Linked DNA regions of Bombyx mori: region 2 is linked to region 1. A link is a contact called in public Hi-C data. All regions are on one chromosome and are shown on one strand. The core of a region is the stretch at or near the end of the contact, and the rest is flanking DNA. Distances in the headings are between cores, read along the strand shown. Region 1 holds the start of LOC101742313 (armadillo repeat-containing protein 8). Region 2 holds the start of LOC101741365 (islet cell autoantigen 1).

Region 1 (5,193 bases), core at 2,541-5,040:
CCGGTTTTTCTCTAATGATTGTATTTTATAGGCAGGCTATTAAAAGCATTTTTCATGTAAAATATAAAAGTATTAACTACATCTCTAATATTTTTTTAAGTATGAAAAACAATAGGGATCGTTTTACTTACGTGTTAATCTTGTGAGCAACCTCATGTCAGCCGGTAAGGCATCAACTGGTGCAGGTTTATGCGAGAATATACTCCTTAAGGCACACAGAGCTGCCTCCGCAAGTTTTGAACCAAGTGGTACCGTCTTAAGCATTTCCACTAATGCTGTAGCTGTTCCTTTTTCAATTAGAGAGTCTATATTTTCTGGTGTGCCTTTTGCAAGTGAACCTGTGTTAAGCAATAACAAAAATAATTCCTATAATAATTCCAATAAATATGCAATTAATGTATGTTTATATTAGTGAACAAGACCATCTACCTCGGTCTACCTAGCATTAAGTGACTACCAGAGCACTTAGACGTTACACATGATTGCGGGGACCAATCTTGGGCCACAATATCTCAATTGTGTGAATTAACGGGTGTCCCACCATTCAAATTAGATCACATGACTGTGTCGCGGCAGAAATAGACATGATGGTCTTATCTGCCCTGGTATATGCTCTAGGCTTGTAAATATCACCAGTAATTACACTAATTTATAATTTTTTACTGGTAAGATTTTTATTATACTATGCTATTCCTTTATTGCAGTATCGCTCTTGAATATATGTAATAATATGTTAAATAAATTCTTCCTGAGAAAACTTCGACATAGTCACATCTCTTGATAAGAGTACACAGCACGGTTTATATAGCTTATACTTTAGTCCACTAAGTATATGGTAACATCAGTTTATAAGAGATATACACATAAGTGTCATTGTGTAAATCAGAATATACAAATGGTTTTGGCTTGTGCATGCTTGTCTTGTACATGTTGTGTTGATTCAATTTGAGTTTTTTGTCGTTTATGTTGTTGTTAAACTACTGGTGTTAATTGATTTATTACACTTCATGGATTTATCTACATAGGCAACATATTAATGCATAAGACATTGACTACAATACCCAATTGAATTTTTTTGCAATTTTAGCAATTTAGGAATTTTGTAGCATTTAAGCTAGAGTCAAAGAACGCATAAACGTAGGTTGAAAAATGGGTTCATTTATATATTGAAGCATAAATTCTGCACAGATACACTTCAGAAAAAAATATAAAATGCGCCTTTGTTAAAATACTAACAAATATGAACATCTAACATATTGTGTGTATTATGCATTATAGAGCTATTGCAAATCTTAATAATCTCAAGCTCGGTTAAAAATTTTTCAATTTTCAACTGCTGATGAATTATGAGATAATCTATGACCATAGCAACTGGAGTATTTAGAAACATCAGAATATGTTTCAAATATGCCTAATAAGATACGTGAAAACTTTCAACATCTATTATCTAATCTAATAAACAATATAAAGGTTTTTGATTTGCCTCTATTTGTATACCACATCCATCAATCAATCACAAAGATACATGCTTATGGTGTAATGTAATGGTTTGTTTGCTTAATAACTTATTTGATTACATCATCAAATGGACTTTGATTTGACATTTGTTTTTATAAATTCTGTATTGAACATTACATTCACACCTATGAGTGTTAATTTTATCACAAAACATTTGATAAACTCTCAACCCAAGAAGTAAGTAAATGACAAAAACATCAAAATAAAATGCAACATCTAACTTGGAGGTCCCCAAACTTTTTATCTTTGTTACATGATATAACATAAGACATAAAATGTTTTATGCGCATTAATTTTATTTAGGTATTTATATTATTTCTTATATATGAGTCGACTAGTATCAAAGCCGGCAATGTGACTTTTGGACAATTATTGGTAAATCAGAAAAACGAATTATTGACTTTGTATTCCATTGGCAACCACAAAACTCTTCTGAACGACATCTTAGATAAATAACAGGTTAAGTATTAACCTTTATTTAATGCAGGTTTTGAACCATATTCTTTGAAGGAGACGATTATATTCAAATCAATCTGTATTGACATATCAATAACATTTTCTTGTTCAAATGTACAGACTGCCACCTTTGATAATAGACGACACATATATAGCCAAATAGACATAACATGTTTTGAAGATAATTTTTAGAGTAACCTATGTTTCAATAATAATCTAAAAATTAATAGCTGTTCGTTAGTCTCGCTAAAACTCGAGAACGGATGGACCGATTTGGCTAATTTCGGTCTTGAATCTTTTGTGGAAGTCCAGAGAAGGTTTAAAAGGTAGGTTTAACGGCCGTCTGGTGTAGTGGTAAGTGACATGGTCACTACACAAGGGGGTCGCGGGTTCGAACCCCGCCAAGGGAAGATATTTGTATGATAAATATAAATGTTTGATGTGTCCCCCGTCGGACGGATTCCTTTTGTTTGTTTTAAGTTTATTTTATACAAAAGTTTAGTCTTTTATTTATCCATCGAGGCACTACAAAGTCTGCCGGGTCAGCTAGTACTATCTATAAGGATTATTACATTAATTGAAACTCAAAATGATAGTTCATGTTAAATATTATTGTGGACCTCCACATGTCACCGACGCCAATTTTTTACTTTGGTTCTTTCTTCATCAATGGCAATCAATATAAGGCTGTATAATAAGGTGTTAAGGTTTGTTTATTTGTTTGTGAGTTTGTGGTAATCTCTGAAACTATGAAATCAATTCTGTAAACCATTTTACTTCCCTTACTTTGAGTGACAATATTATGAGATTTTGGTAAAAATAAGTATGTGGTTTGAAACATCATAATTTAAAGTCAAATCAATATTTAAAAGTAGCTGTTAGAAACTAGTATCCTGTAGAATAACTTTCTGTTCAGTTTACATATGAAAGTACACAACCAAGACTTTACAAGAAACCGAATGTGAAACTAAAAAAATAAAAATGACTTTTGTCTATTTAGTATTTAGAAATTATAAACATTAAGATAATCATGAAAGCTTTTATAAGTAGCAAAATCATCTAGAAAATAATCCCGCATTGCTGGTTTAAGGAAAACAATAGCTTATGCTGCATCTTAAATTAAGTGATTTGCGAATTTCATTTTCATTGTAATTGTAAAAATGTTAATTTACATAAAATAATGTAGATTAAATAGTGTAGTACAAAGTAAATAATCTATCAAACGTCAACTTTAATGTAAAAATTACAGTTAATATACTTAATATTGTTTGGGAAGCTTTCATACTAATATTATAAGAACAAAAATTTCTGTACATCACTGTGTACACTAATGTATATCACTACCATGTATTAATAGGTTTATGAAGGAATGAAATTTTACCTATTGTAATAGTTGCCTCTAGTCTAATGTTCGGATCCAGTGATTCTTCAGACATCAATTGTAGCAGCCTTGGAACTACCCCTTGACTGATCACTGAACTCTTCTGTCTGTTGCTCCCTATTACCGAGTTCTTCAGCGTTACCAAAGCTTCCATTACCTTCACCGCATCCGAAGAATACAACTCGTCGATATACGAGCGGGAGCTTTCGATATCCTATTTGAAATCTTTTTAGGTTATAAAATATCATAAGAGATTTTAAAAGTCTTAATTAACTCAAAGAATCCTGTACTACGTACCATGAATACTGTAAACTGTTGCATGTTTTAATCAAAATATACGCAGTAATGTTGGTAAAAATAAACGTTCGAAATTCAGATCGACAACCGAGGCCGAACTACATGTCAAGATTGTCAAGTGTTAACTGACAGTGACAGTTCTAGACCATAGATTATACACTTCTAGACCGCGTTAAAATTTAATATCTTTAATATTAAAAAAATTTAAAAATTACATAGACCAAGCTTCTCTACAACATTTTTTTTTGCTAGTACTGGTTAGTTGACTATGAGCTTTGACAAAATCCTACAAAATGTTCATTTAAAGCTACCTTACCCCAAATTTTCACCTGTCGTATTCAGCAAAGTTGTAAATAGTAAAAAAAAAGTCCCAAGTTTGTTTTTCTCTATACCGAACTAGAGGTATTACAATTATTTCGTTTCGTTTGTATTTTTAAAACAATCGATACAGTCGTGCTCAATAAAACACAACATATCTACATATACTTTGCGAATGTTACAATAAAAAAAAAAAGGAAACAAATACTGTATTTAAATGTAGACCAGATACTTATTAACTCCATGATTTAAATTTTAAGCAAACTTTCCTCCACAGTAGGCCGAAATTAATTCGGAATTCTGGATCATATAACTGATATCTCGTTTCAATTCTGCTAGAAAACGTTCCGAGAGGGCATTCTTTTCCATTAAAGTAAGTAAGATTACTCTTCGATCGTATTAAAAAAAATTGCAGAAAAGTGGCATAGAGTATTGTAACTCATGTGTCTACCTAAACTTTTTGACATGTGTTAGGCACTGAAGTATAATAAAAAAGTCTATCTTAATAAGTAAATATTGGCAGTTGACATCTAAACGCTGACAATTTGACATTCATAAAATCATACAATCCATTTCAGGGATTTTACAAAAACAATTCGTGCTGGTCGTGATATTTATTTACTATTTTTGAAACAAAATATGAAATTTTGGTTAAAGTACAATGTACATTAATTAACCTGATAACGTAAAAGTGTGATGATCTAGTATATTTCATTAAGAAACTGCATAATGACAGACTCTGGAGTCGACACTGGAAATGAGAGCAGCGATAATCCTGTGTTTGATCATTCGAAATGTGTTTTGGAATTTAATCTTCCAGCAATTCCTATAACCCAATCTGGTCAGCCAATGCCAGTAGAGTTTTTAGATGAGCCACATGATCATGTCGGAAAAATTAAATGCTCCACAAAAGCAAGACACTGCCGTCTTAAGCATAGATACGGTGGAACAGTTTGCGCATCCAGGAATCACAAGTTGCGGTTCGCGGCTTCCACGAATAACACAGAACTCGTTGAACGATTATTAAAAGCTGGAGCGGATCCTAATTGTTCAGATGAGCACAAAAGAAGCCCATTGCATTTAGCAGCTTGCCGTGGCTATGTCGATGTAGTGAGAATACTTCTGCGTCACGGTGCTAACCCTAACAATAAAGACACACTTGGAAACACACCTCTTCATTTGGCTGCATGTACTAATCACATAACAGTTGTCATTGAACTATT
Region 2 (5,001 bases), core at 1,155-3,654, 190 kb before region 1:
TATCTACCAGATTTACAGAAGCGATCCCTTCTTTGTTGTCAAGTGTTGATGATTTTTCATTGGAAAGTTGCTTATCTAAGTTCACGTTTTTCGGTTTCTCGTCTTTATATTCATCCTGAAATTATAACAAATATTCTGTATTGTTTGGTTGTAAACTGCAGATGGTTAAATAGTTGTAAAGGCAGTTCTGGGGATTTTTCACATTATTGAATTTATCACATTATATATAAATATTATATTTATTTTATTTTATTGTACAATATTCTTAGTAGAAACATTACTTACTATTGAGAATTAAGTTTATGTATAAAGTTAGTTGTAGGATATGTCTCACAGCTATTTTTCAAAAATATTTATTTAAGATATTTAATCACTAATACAATTATGTCACTCATTATACAAAAATATTATGTGATCAATTTTATGATTATCGCATATTTAGAATTGAAGTGGCTTTACCAAAAATTTAAAGAAAATTAGAATTATTATTCAAATAACTTATAAACATGTGTTCTATCAGTTTATAAAATTAAAAAGTTGATTTTGCTTTCTTGAAATGAGAATTTTCCAAAGCAATTTTACCTCTGTCATTATTCAATTTAAAAGCCTCCATTAGTGTGTTAGGCATCTTAAATTGCATCATAGTGACCAAACGATGGAACCGATTGTTTCACAGTTGAGACAATAACAATAGCATATTTGAGGGATATTATTTTTTAAATAAGAATAAAAATGCAGTAGCAGGTACAAGTACAGCTAGAAGATAAAGTTATGGAATTTTATATTAAAAATCAAATGAACAATAATCAGATTTTTATCAGCTTATGTATCTCTTTTTGGAAATAAACTATTATTACTTACTCCCAAGTATCACGTCAAATCTCATATATCTATGCAATCTGATAAATAAGGCTAACTTATAAAACTATAGATCTACAATGGAAATTTCAATAGTACAAATATCGCAAAGTATGCTATTCACCTGGAAAAACAGCATCTGATCTTTATCTTGGGGCACCACCTCCTTAGTCTCGCTCTCTCCCAAACTTTGTGAAAGTTCTTTTAGTATGCAGAATTCATACTGTGGATTATTATTCATAGAATCTGCTGTTGCTTCTAAAGTTTGAGATACTTTAGTAACAAATGTTACAAATGAAGCTTGGTAATTTGATAACACATGTGAAAACATGTTGCATCGTGCTGCTGCTAACAGATCAATCTGTAAAGATTCATAATATATACTCAAAGACAAACTCAGTGCTGGAACTTCACAAAGTTATAAAAAATTTGAAAGAAAATAATTTTAAGCTTAATTTTGTTTAAGTAATAAAAATGCTGCAACAAAACTATTCATTACAATAATTTACATAGAAAAGAAAATTATTTAGTAGTAAATTTGATTATTAATTTACCTTTTGCAGTACATCAAGTGTCAATTTATCAAATATTTTTTTACTCTCACGTACTTGACGTTGTGCCTTTCGGAAATTATCGAGGCCACGACCTGTATCAGGGTCTAGCTGAGCACTTGTCGATTTCATCCAACTCAATGCTGCACGATACTCTAATCTCGCCTTCTCCATGGCAGACACAGTAGCTCGCATATCACTCACAGCTCGACCTCGAAATGTTTCCACTTCATGATAAAGCCTTAGCAATGGCGATCTAATTGATAGCCGCTGCTGCCCACAGTATGATATCGCTTTTCCAGCGGAAATCATGTGTTTCCCTGACGCGTCAGCGTTTTTTCCAGAATCTCGGAGAAATTTCCCCAAAGCATTTTCTTCTTGAGCCAGAATACATATTCGCTCTTGGTATTGGTCTAATACGCGTTGTAATTGCAAACAGCTGTCAGATATTGATCGGAATAACTCTAATTTCGCGTCCAGTTCGGCGTCGGAAGAAACGATACATTCGTCTTCTTTAGTTCCCAGCTTTTTCAGAACAGTCTTTTTAGTAACCCAATATTGATGCTGCATCATCTTCACTGTACTGATACTTTGATTTGTTTCTGTCGTATTATCACAAATTAAAAGTTTTTGAAATTGCCGAAAATAAAATATTATCAATAATTTTCATATCATTTGTATTTGCAATGACAGGAACCATAGATAATGCACTTAACAGAAACTGACAATGACACTTTCATGTTCCAATCCAATGCACATAAAAATAAATGTTTAATTTACAACGATAAAAAGCAAAACAAAGCTATATTTATATTATATTTCATTATATGATACACAACAGTAGCAATGGTGTTTGGTAATTGTTTATTTCAATACCAAACAAAAAAAAACATCTAAAAGGCTGAGTGGATCTTGAACATTCTGGAATGAATGAAAGTTTTTGTTATTTATAACCGATATATCTTGAGAAGGAGTGCTCTGAGGAATTTTTTGAGATGATATCATCGTCTCGTTTTTAACAATCGCACCGCCCGCCACTAGAGTAGATTTCGTCTATACTTGGTACTATTATTATAGCCACTGCGTTAATTCACTATCAGATGGACCGTATGCTCGTCTGCCTGCACGGGCAATAAAATAATATATTTTACACCTAAAATATATGTCGACAAACTACTTGCACACTAGAATAATTATTAGACATTTGTTTGCAAGCCAGTTTTAACATTGGCATTATATATAAACAAAAAAAAAACAAAAAGATTAGATCGGATTTGTCATAGTCAATTTATGGTTCAATTTACATCCAGTTTAATAATTACATTGAATTATGAATTTTCTTTGAAATCTCTATAGTATTATAGCTTTTTCAAATGCTAACCTTTGCTCTGGTTAAATTAAAAATGGTAAGCCAAGTGAAAAATTGTCTATGATATGATATTTACAACCGGAATGTGGAATGGCTGCCGCGTTTCGTGTCCGTCAATCTAATGTTTATCAAACTATTTCGAAAATAATATGTGTTATTTTTTTAGATGAGAACCACTGTTCCGCCACAAAAGTGTGATAATAATTAAAATGTACTGTGCTAGTGATAAAAATGTTCCCGGGGTATCGTCTTCGCAATCTTCGAAAAACGTCAAAGATGGTAAGTTTGTCGTTGATCAAATTTGTTTTTTTTTACAGGTTATAATTATCGGTATATTTAAGTTTGTTTATATTATTATTTAAAATTGCTGCTATTATGTGTTTAATATTGCAAGAGGATCTTATAAAGGTAATCTGCTTCGACTAGGCTTAAAAAAGTTTTGAAAGTGAAGAGAAACTTTCGAATAAGTGATATGAATTGAGAATAGAATTCGAAACTTTTTAACAAACGAAGGTGCCTAAACTAGAATCCTACTGTTGATTAATTGTTACAGCAAGCTTAGGCATAATATGAAGAAAAAATATAGTTAAATAGTTTTGAATATATTTTTATCAGTTATTGTTTGGGAACTGTATGTACAGAAATGACGGATGGACTTAAAACAAACTTTCGGCCCTATGAATACGGTTCAATTCGTTGTTTTTCATTTTTATGATATACGACCTCATGTTTTTGTTATCGAATTAGTTTGGTTTGATCAATATAAAATTTAATATCTTTTAAATATGTTATGAAATAAATTAGTGATTGATATTTTTTTCAAATGTAGTGTAGGTAAGTCATTAAAAGTTCACAAAAAGAGTACAATACGAAAATTTGCTTAAAATTTATATTAGTGATTTTTGGTATTTTCTTCGCGAGTTATAGACACAAAACTACTTTTACGGTTAGTAATTTATATTTTGTTGATTAAAATGTCAACATTTAATCTCACTACGCACAAACAAATGTTCATGATTGATTTCCACGGTGAAGAAATAACATCGTGCAATGAAAATCATGCCCGCAAAAATTCTAATTTGCGTAATTACTGATGGTAGGGCGGTTTGTGACCCCCTCGGGCAGGTACCACCACCCTGCCTATTACTGCCGTGAAGAAAGAACGCGTGTCTGTTTGAAGGGCGGGCAGCCTTTGTACTGGAACAACTAGAACTCAAGGTGGGTGGCGGCATTTACGTTGTTGATGTTAATGGGCTCCGGTAATGACTTCACACCAGGTGGACCATGAGCTCGTCCACCCATTAGAGCAATTATTAGAGCTTAGGTAGGAAAAAAAATGTGAGCCGTCACGGGCCGCCTGGCAGATGTGAAACATCGACATTATTTTGTAAAAGTAATATGCAAAAAAGAACAGATCGTGATAGGAACTAAATATGTCATAATGATAAAATAAAATATTACGAAAAAATAATTTGTTTTCAAGTAAAACACAGAGAGAATCACACAGTTGATTGCGCATGGCGACGCGTCGCCACGCCAGTAATCGGTTTTACGTGCGGCTATAGATGTTTCACATCAAAACTAATTTACGTAAATGAAAATGTCAGGAATGTATCTGTCTGCTGCAGTCCTCGGCAACCAAAAGAGCCAAATGTAGATACTTAACACACAATCGAAATTTATTCAAAGATATATTTTGCAACGTGTATTTTTATAGCCTTGTGTTCCAAAAATGTTTACTCGTCTCATACAAGGTAAGATACTAAGCAATGTTCGTGCCTGAACTAAACATTCCGCGGAAAAGCCGCAGCCGAGGAGGATACGCATACGGAGGATACAGGATACGCAAAAGTCGACCATAGCCACCTAATTACTGTGCTCTTGAATACTCATATGACACGATTAGAGTAATGGCAACCATCGTGGGAACAATTAAAGTCGATAATCGTCCGTAGGGCTTTCGCGGTCATGTTACATAATCGCTTAAATAAATGAATTAAATCGATTAAATATATACGAGACTTTTCACATGATATTCCAAATCAGTGCCGCGACACCACACCACCATTCATTACTTCAGCTAAAAAGGTAATGTACTAAACACATGAGAATAAACGGAGCGAAGCATTGTATAAAATGCAATAATGTAAAAAAAAACCATTAATTTTTTAAGCTTTTATTTAATTCAATAATTAAACAAGTCTTTTTTGGCTAATTTATGAT

Evidence for each region. A called contact is a pair of places that touch in the nucleus more often than the background predicts.
Region 2: a Hi-C map of posterior silk gland shows a contact between it and region 1, with 2.3 times the contacts expected there. The contact joins the promoter of LOC101741365 here to the promoter of LOC101742313 in region 1. A contact is called at or near these places in 2 of 7 Hi-C or Micro-C datasets (middle silk gland and posterior silk gland).

Annotation. Positions count from the first base shown.
Region 1 is chr11:9,114,728-9,119,920 of ASM3026992v2, reverse strand. LOC101742313 (armadillo repeat-containing protein 8) reads right to left here and starts at 3,790. Exons shown (of 14, transcript XM_012695003.4): 1 at 3,653-3,790; 2 at 3,356-3,569; 3 at 132-338. The coding sequence starts at 3,676. LOC101741646 (ankyrin repeat domain-containing protein 54) reads left to right here and starts at 4,460. Exons shown (of 1, transcript XM_004931535.4): 1 at 4,460-5,193. The coding sequence starts at 4,700.
Region 2 is chr11:9,300,206-9,305,206 of ASM3026992v2, reverse strand. LOC101741365 (islet cell autoantigen 1) reads right to left here and starts at 2,404. Exons shown (of 4, transcript XM_004931533.5): 1 at 1,413-2,404; 2 at 983-1,219; 3 at 1-115. The coding sequence starts at 1,982. LOC101741505 (cyclin-dependent kinase 14) reads left to right here and starts at 2,836. Exons shown (of 11, transcript XM_038013646.2): 1 at 2,836-3,057. The coding sequence starts at 2,988.